Regions from separate parts of the Canis lupus genome. Here region 1 is linked to region 2. A link is a contact called in public Hi-C data. All regions are on one chromosome and are shown on one strand. Each heading gives the region's core, a stretch centred on a gene start, on an enhancer-like site or on the middle of the called end of the contact. The rest is flanking DNA. Distances are from core to core; before and after follow the strand shown.

Region 1 (4,630 bases), core at 288-2,787, 46 kb after region 2:
GGGACTACATTTCTTTCTCCCTCTCTGTCTCTTTTTAATGTGAGGCTTGAACTCAAAACCTGGAGATCAAGACCTGAGCTGAGATCAAGCCTCGGATGCTTAACTGAGCTGAGCCACCCAGGGGCCCTGGGACTACACTTCCTGTTTCTTGTTTCTCTCCTTTAACCAAACCAAATCCCTCCAGCTCCTTCCACCCCTGAGCTAGAGCAACTACAGAAATAAATTATCAAGTGGATGACTGCCATAAAGAGAAAAAATTAATTCCTAAGGGCTTTCCAGGCTTCTCTCAAATCCTGTGGGTCCAATTCCAAGCTCCTAAAATTATCTGGGTACACAAGAGTTTTCTACATCATCTGTGTAGACATAGGTGCCCTCAATGTGTAAAGTTAGAAAAGCAGAGAGTTTGTATAAAACAGAATATCCGGGGAGGGAGGGAAGAAGAGGAGCATGTGAAAGTCTAGAAGGCCAGAGAAGGTTTAGGCTGATCCTGTCTGAGCCATGCTAACCCTAATGGGGCTTCCAAGGACATAAGGTCCTGCTTGTCGTTTTCTCCCCTATTTGAGTTTAAAATCCAGAGGGACAGAGCTCACTTTTTAGAATCTTGGAGTCTAAGTTAGAAGTGACTTGAAGGTCATCTGGTTCTGGTCCCCCACCCTCTGAGTGGGAATTCTCTCTATCCTGTCCCTGAAAGACGGCTCCCACACCTGCTTGCATCCTGCCCTGCAAGATAATTTACATGGCAAATGGCAGAGTTAAATAGCTTGGTGTCCTGCCCCAGGACCCAGGAGATCTCACTAGACCTAACCACTGGGTCAGGGTTCAAGATGGTCCTCCCACCCTGGCTCCAGAGTGACAGCCTAGAACCTGAAATACCATCCTCAGCTTCTTCTCAGGGACATCACAGGTTTTAGAGCCCCACAGGCCTGGGTTCAAGTCTCACGAGCCTACACTGCGCAATGGCTGTGTGGCTTTGGGCAAGGCGACCCACTCCTCTGTGCTTTCACTTGCAGAAGACGAGGAATAATCCCCCCATGGGATGTGGTGAGGAGTCACCGGTGCCCGAGACAGCATCGGACACAGGCTCCCCCAGCTGCCTTCTCGTGTCTGCGCAAGAGTGTGAGCATCCATGTGGGTAGAAACCACTGCTCGGTGGCATCTATCCCAGCGCTGAGCATAGTGCTTTGCCTGGTGTAAACATAAGAGAAAAATAAAATCCCCAGGGCACTTCCAGGTGCCTCCAGAATCTAGAACAGAGCTCTGCTCTCAGATCCCTCTCGGCAAGGCCTGTTCACAAACTGGCAAAACTCTGCTGCCCTCTGTCTTCGAAACGAAAACCTGTTCTGTGGGCTCCAACAGTGGAAAACGAAACTTAAGAAGACAGCCGATGCATTCCAGGCTGAGAAACCGAAACTGAGGTAGTTTTTGCTTTTTTTCTTTCTCCCTTCCCCTCTTGCCGCTTGCCCAGTACAACGGAGCTCCTCACTAGGCATGGCTTCCCAGCCTCAAGGGAAGCAAACGGTGTCAGACGTCCGGACATGGGAGCAGACATTTCAAGAACTGATGCAGCAGGAGAAACCTCGGGCCAGGTGGACTCTGAAGCTGGATGGGAAACTCGAGCCAGACTGCCTTGCAGAAGGGTGGAAGCAGTACCAGCAAAAAGGATTTGGCAGGTGAGCCAGGGTTTGCCTCTTGGCAGGCCTTCTTGGGCACAGGGGGGTCAAGCTCAGCAGCCATTGACTGCTTTTTTGGAGAGCTCCTTCTAGGAACAAATGTCACCAGGACCTCCATCCTTTCATGGTCACAGTGATCTTGTGGTTGGCAATACCTCCAACTTGCTTAGCTGGAGGGACTTTCCTCTTTTGCTAGTTTTCCTCCCTAAACGTTTCTGGAAGTCCCCAAGGCTTGCTTCCATATTCCATAAACCTGCCCTCCCCATTCCCCACCACCTCCTGTTCCAGAGTGCCTCCATCCAGACACTTCTGCTATTTCTGCCCCCAGTCCAGATGGGCAGCAGCCCTCCTGGTTCAGCCCCAGCCTGGGACCAGGGCCTTCCTCGAAAGAGCCAAGACTTGGAGGGAGGCTACACAATCACTTTGACCCTGACTTTGCTCAAAGCCTGGGGATAAGAGAGGGAATGATGCAACAAGCAAGACATCTAAAACCTAGATCCTGGAGTCCCTAAGTCACACCCTCCCCTCATGGGTGATCTTCCTCTTTAGCCTCCAGAGTCTGTTCCTGCAGAGCCTGTGCTGGGGGTAAGGGTGGGGCGGTGGTGAGAAATGCTGACCTAGGCAACCGGGTCTCCTTTTAGGGGGCACACAGGGACCTTCGCTCTACTTTCCACCTTACTTGTCCTGTTTTCCTCTCTGCTGCACCCTGACTCCATCTGTCCTCTGCTCCATCTTTTGGATTATGAACCGTGCTGGTGCGTTTTCAGACTTCTATTTCCTTATCATGACACTCTGCCTGTTTGGCAGGCCCTTTCCTCCCTCCCTTGTGCTCATCCTTCAAGGACCAGCTCAAGGGCCGCCTCCTCCTTAAAGCGTTCCCTGGTCTTCCGAGGCAGTGTTCCTTCTTCTACATTCCCATAGATAATGGGAATAAATATACGTATTTAAAAACAGTCTGCTTATCCCTTTATGACTCAGTTTCCTTATCTGGATATTGGGCTCAATAATGCCTACCTCGGAGGGGACCTTTAAAGATGAAGGGGGATAACACTGCAGCCCTTATTACAAGGCCTGCCTCAAAGTAGTTATTTTATATGTTTTTTTTTTGTGATTATTAGGAGGTCCAAATTTGGCTGGCAGATGGCAAAACCACTTTTCCCTCTGAGACATCAGAGATATCTTACTAGCAAAGAGGTAAACTTCAGACCATGTAGGGTGGAAGCTCAGCAGATCACAGGAAAAAGCTTTATCAGAAACACAATCCCCGGGTGCCAGGGCGGCTCAGTTGGTTAAGCGTCTGCCTTCAGCTCAGGTCGTGATCCCAGAATCCTGGGATCAAACCCCACAGCGGACCCCCTGCTTGACGGGGACCCCCTGCTTGACGGGGAGTCTGCTTCTCCCTCTATCCCTCCCCCACTGCTTGTCCTCTCTCTTTCTCAAATAAATAAATAAAATTTTTAAAATGAAAAACAAAACAAAACCCTCAAGCCTCCCAATCCCTCTCAGTCTTATTTGGCAATTTGTTAACATCATCTACACTTTTTTTAATTGGAAGAGATCTTAGAGATTGAAGCCAGACCCACCTCCTTCAGGTCCATGATCACCTGAAGGCACAACAGCCTCCTTCCTTCTGTCTGCAGGTTTCAGTGTTCCTCATGCCAGCGAAGTTGGGCTTCTGCTCAAGTGCTTATCTTATGTCACATGTACCTGGAGCACCAGAAGTCCCAGGGCCAGGTGATTATGCGGCTCTTTGCTCAGAGGTGCAAGAAGTGTTCCTGGTCTCGATTTGAGGATCCTGAGTTCTCCCCAGAGAGTACCATGAGGATTCTGAAAAATGTGGTGCGGCGTATTCTGGAGAAATTCTACGGGAATGGCTTTAGGAAGTTTCCAGAGCTACCCATCATCAGGGAGGTGCCTTTGGATGGGTCCCATGACACAATCAATTGTGAAGCATGTACTCTGGGCTACTGTTTACTGAGGTCACGAAACAACACAACAGAGCCATCAATATCGCCATTCTCCTGTACAGATAATAGGAGTTCCTCTTCTCACATTGGTGACGTGTCCAGCCAAAACCAGGAGTGTGGGAATTACTATGGCTCTAAGGGGTCAGGGCCCAGCCATACCACTACTGAGACCCAAGCACCTGGGGCAGGCACTCAGCCCAAAGGGGAGACTAGTAGACCACCCACCCCAATGGCAGACAGGCAGACCACACAGGGTGATTCACAAACCACACAGGGAAATTCACAATTCACACAAGGGACAGCACAGTGGCAGACCACCCCAATGGCAGATAGACAGACCACACAGGGAAATTCACAAGCCACACAGGTCCCCTGGAGGACATACTCTGAGGTTCTAAAGATGGCTCGCCAACAGTCTGCACAGCAGTCATGCTCACAAGCCACATGGAGGACAGACCCAAAGATCACGTCAGGGGCAATCCTAAGGTTTACATCAAGGTCACACACTCAGACTATAGGCAGAACAGCCCCCTCCACCCTAGGGCCAAACCTAAAGCTCACACAGAGGAGAGCCGGGTTTGTGACCATCAGGGGAGCTCAAGCTGTCTGGGAAAGTTCATCTGGATTTTCTGTTCCAAACACCTGTCCCATACATTCTCGTTCAGTGCGACAAGAGGTTTTCTATGACCCGGATGTGTTTTTCTACTTCTGTGTTATCTGTATTATTTTTTTCTTTACCTTTGCAAGCAAATACTTGGAAGCAGAAAGATCAAAATAAGCTTGTCTTCTTTTCTTTTGTCTTAATTACATGGTAAGCAATAAATTGGTTGCCATTTTGATATGACAGAATGTGCTTTGAGACCAAGCAGGGTCAGGTTTGCTTGGTATAAAATGTTCTGTAACTAGAATAAACACTAGTTTCCTAGTTTCCTAGATCTCCTTAGTGGATAGTCTAAAGCATAACCTAGCAAATAATTGACTTAATAATAAATA
Region 2 (4,362 bases), core at 171-2,670:
ACCCATATAAGAAAAGGAGTTTAGGGGTGTCTGGGTGGCTTGGTCTGTTAAACATCTGACTTGATTTAGGTTTAGGTCATGATCTCATGGGTTGTGGGATCGAGCCCCATGTTGCGCTCTGTGCTTAGCAGGGTTTCTGTTTGAAGATTCTCTTCTTCCGCCCCACCCCTCCTCTCAAATAAGTAAATAAATCTCAAAAAAAAAAAAAAAAAAGAAGGGGAAAAGAAAAGGAATTTATAAATCTAAGCAAGTCTTCCAAAACTTGTATAGGCGATACCAACCCCTGGCATTGGTATACCACAATAAGCCATAGTTTCAAGCATGTAAGTGTCAAACTCACTAAAGGCACAGTCTGTTGGTTCTGAATAGTTGTGAAGCACAAGGGAGAATGTTCTGTGACTCCTTAGTGGCTTAGGATGGGAACCAGATACATCCAAAGATTTCCTTGCCACTTCAGTGGCTTCCAAACCTCTCACTGTGGTTCATTGACAGTTCCCTACCCTCAAGAGCTACACAATCAGAATCTCCTGGAGGCCAGAAGGTCTTGGGGATCTTGCAAAACTCCCTGGGTGGTCAGGGAGATTTGTGAGGTTTGTTTGATGGAATCAGCACAATCAGTTTTGAGATCGATCACAAAAAACTGGCTTCCTATTATGGTTAAAATATCAAGGTTTGCAAATGAGTTACTTTATTTTTTATTTTTATTTTTAAAGATTTTATTTATTTATTTGAGACAGAGAGAGCAGGGGGAGGGGGAGAGGCAGAGAGAGAGGGAGAAGCAGGCTTGAACCCAGGACCCTGGGATCATGACCTAAGCTGAAGGCAGATGCTTAACCGACTGAGCCATACAGGTGCCCCTAATAAGTTATTAAAAGACATTTATAAACCAGAGTATAGGCTGGGGTGTCTCAACATTCACACCACCCACTCTTTCTCACCCTCACATCTTTAGAAAAAGGTGGAGTAACAGTTGGTGGGCTAGAATTTTGCAAGTCCTGGGATCTCACATTGGTAACCTCAGATCCTTAGCTTTTAAAGCCTCATAATCCTTTTCAGTAAAATAGAGACTATCTTCAATTAATTTTTTAAACTGTTGACTGCTATGGGGTCAAGTGCTTGCAGAAGCTAATTTTTAACCAGGTGCAGAGTTTATGTTTGCCTGATTAAAACTGGGTTTTGGTTCTTTACTCTAGACTCTTAACATCTTTTTGAATCTTCATTCAGTTACTTAATGAACTTAGCTATTTCTCCCAGATTTATATCAACTCAGATTTTGGCCAAGTGAGTTGATGTGTTTATGGTATTTCTCTTCTTTGCACCTAATTTGAATCAACCTGTGAACCAGTTTTGGAGCACACCTTTCCCCTCCCCCTCCCCACTGGCCTCAGGGGAGGAGAGGCTCGACCTCTCCCCTGCTCCAGCTCCTCCCCAGGACAATCCCTTCTTGGGTCATCCCTCCCTCCCAGATCCTCTGCTGGGATCTCCACCCACTCTGCCTCCACAGGAGAGAGATAGTCAAGTGTCTCCTCCTGAACACCCAAATCCTTCTCTGGCACCTATTTCCTTCCTCATCCAGCGCCATGTCTTTCCTCATTTCCTTTCCAGGCCCAGCTACTGGAGGGAGGAAGAGCCCCTGACTGTCAGTACTCCTCCAGTTACTTCTGAGCCTCTGTTGTCTGGCGCTGTCCCCACTATTCCAGCAAAACCTCCTGCTGGATAGTCATTAAGGATTTCCTCATCGCCCAAAGCCAATCAACCCATTTTTCTGTTCATACCTAATTTAACTTTCTTGGGGAGTTTGCTTTGGGGGACCATTCTCCTTAAAACAGCTTTCCTGTGGTCTTACAGGCGCTGCTTATTCTCTTGTCCTTTGCCACCCCTCCATTGTTCCTCCTCGGCTGCCACCACAAGGCATCTTTTTCACAGCCCATCCCTTACGGTGTGGCCTTCTGTCCTTAGCCCTTGTTTCCTCTCATTCTTTTCCAGAGCTCCTTCAAGGGTGGCCCTTGACCATTTGTACCAGAAACACCCAAAATGCTTAATTCTTGCTGAAAGTGCCAAATCCTGGGACTGCAAGCCCAGACTTACTGAATCAGAATCTGTGGAGGGGCCCTGGGACTCTGCATTGTAAGACCTCCATTTCACTGTTGTCCTTAAAATCCTTTGCAGGCACCTCACCTCTGGAAACCGAGGCAAAGCTCCCACATGCTGGCGTTAGAAGTCCTTGTGACCTGGCCTCTCTGGGGCTCCTGGGTTTGCCTTTGCGACCCACAACTATAGGGTGCATTCTGTACTCCAGATGTGCTCTTAACACACTTACTTGTTCACACCTCTGGGCCTGGTTGTTTCTACTGCCAGATGTCTTCCACCAAGAGTCACCCGAGTTCACCTTGAACATCACAGCATCACCCCAATGTCTCTTTGCCCTTAGGGCACCTGTGTGTAGGACTCTCTGCACAGTATTGTGATCCGTGATTGACCTTGCTGGACCTCCTCTCTGATTCTTCAGTCCCACCACGTGATAGGGACCATGTCTTTTCTCTCCAGGACCCTGAAGTATAGGAGGTGCACAGCACAGAACAGGAAGACAGTGGTCCTGACGACAGGTGCAGTGACGGTGCTCCTTGCCCACATGCATGCTGCACTGCTCACCTGTGTGATGGGGGACTTCACGCACCTGTTCATGCATCCCAGGCTCCAGGCTGGGTCTTGGGTCACAAGAGTCCAAACAGTTTCTGCTCTCAAAGATCTCTTGTTGAGTGAGAAAAGTCAGCAGGACAGCCTGGGTAGCAAAGGCTGTTGCAGAGGGAAACTTCAGGAACTGTAGGAGCACAGAGGAGGACAGTTAGCACAGACATTGGCTCCAGATGGAAAATTCCTGTCCCAGATAAAGAGTGAAGTGGTGGGAAAAGTTAACGTTGCTCAGGGTGGGAAAGTGCTCTGGAAGGAGAGTGTGGAGGCCTAAGCTTCAAGGTCGGCTCTGCCACTGATCCGCCACCAATCACATCCCTGAGCCTCAACCTCCATGCAGGTGAAGGGAGGAGTTTAAACTGAATTCAGTTTTGAATTAGGTAAAAAAGAAAAGAAATACAAACAATGCCATTATGTGTTGTAAAAGGTGGGTTCATGAGTGGTGACCACCAGATGGCACCAGAGGATCACTTTTAGCACAAACTGGCTTTTGCCTGGTAACTGAACCCTCAAGGGGGTGGGCTGGGTCCTGCAGGATTTGAGGTAATAGATGCCACAGGCTCGAGGTCTGGCCTCTATGTAAAGCTCTTTTGAGACATATGAGCGGAAATTCTCACTTAAAACACCTCACTTTGGGGGAACTAGGCATTAGTTGTCTGTAAATAAAGTTTAAATGCAGCTCCTTCGATGCCCGCGGACGTCCTTTGGAGCCGGTTCCGGCATCCGCAGGCCGCAGCTCTGGTTCTGAGCCCACGGGCTGGATACATGCTGGACACACGGAGGGAGAGGTGTGGCTCGGCTCCCAGTGGGACGACCTGCCCACCCCTCGCTCTGTGGGGGGCAGGCACTGACCACAGGAAACAGCATTTGCAAAGGACAATGTCCTATCCCTGGGGCTTCGAGCAAAGCTTAGCAGCTGGGAAGCTGACACGTCTATTCTAGATGCTGATGTGGCTGGATTTGGATCAGAGATCCCTGTCAGGATCTGATGAAAACCACGGACCCTCTCCTGGAGAACATTCACGAAGTGCATGTTATTTCAATTGCTTCCAGCCCTTGGCTTAGGGACTCGGGCCATGGCCCATTCAGGGTTCCCCATGACCTTAAGGACCCAATGTTGCGTGGTCGTTCTCGACCATCAGCTGTGCACATTAGCTTCCTAATTTCCAGGAAGACTCTCTCCTCCTGAGATGGTTATTTCCTCCAGAGAACAAGCAGTGGCAACGACAGGGCCTGAGTCTTAGGGAGGCGAATATCTAACCCGCGGACCGGGCGCAGGTCAGTTAGAACTCTGATGTGTCTGGATCTGGGTTTTCGTGGGAGCACTTCAGCTGCCCAGAGGGCTGCCAATATTCCCAGCTGAGCCCTGCCTGCTGGGAACCGACCTCTGCTGCAGAAGGAGGACTCAGGGCTTCTTGCCAGTTGCTCGTCCACATCTCCGTCTTGAGCTTTCTTTGTAAAGCTTTCTCTGTGCTAGAAAGCTCTACAGGTTCCATATGCTTTTCTGCGCACAGTTCAGCCGCTCACACATTAACGTCTTTGGGATTCTTTGCTTCCTGAAGCTAATGACCTAGAAGCATCGTAGGACAAAGTAACTAGCAATGACCTTGGGACGAGAGTCTCCGTCTGGTCCTGGCTCTGCCATTCATTAACTGTGAGACTCTAGACCTC

What was found. A called contact is a pair of places that touch in the nucleus more often than the background predicts.
Region 1: a Hi-C map of liver shows a contact between it and region 2, with 2.6 times the contacts expected there. The contact joins the promoter of RTP4 here to the enhancer-like site in region 2. A contact is called at or near these places in 4 of 9 Hi-C or Micro-C datasets (amygdala, blood and liver).

The regions. Positions count from the first base shown.
Region 1 is chr34:20,009,772-20,014,401 of UU_Cfam_GSD_1.0, forward strand. It overlaps RTP4 (receptor-transporting protein 4), which reads left to right and starts at 1,538. Exons shown (of 8, transcript XR_005383874.1): 1 at 1,538-1,670.
Region 2 is chr34:19,963,936-19,968,297 of UU_Cfam_GSD_1.0, forward strand. No RefSeq gene overlaps it. Among named protein-coding and RNA genes, the nearest start is that of MASP1, 34 kb to the left of the region's middle. Within about 2 kb of position 1,421, at least 1 of the 20 cell types and tissues checked has an H3K27ac peak or open chromatin away from gene starts, as enhancers often do. A contact at or near this core is called in liver, where this site is marked.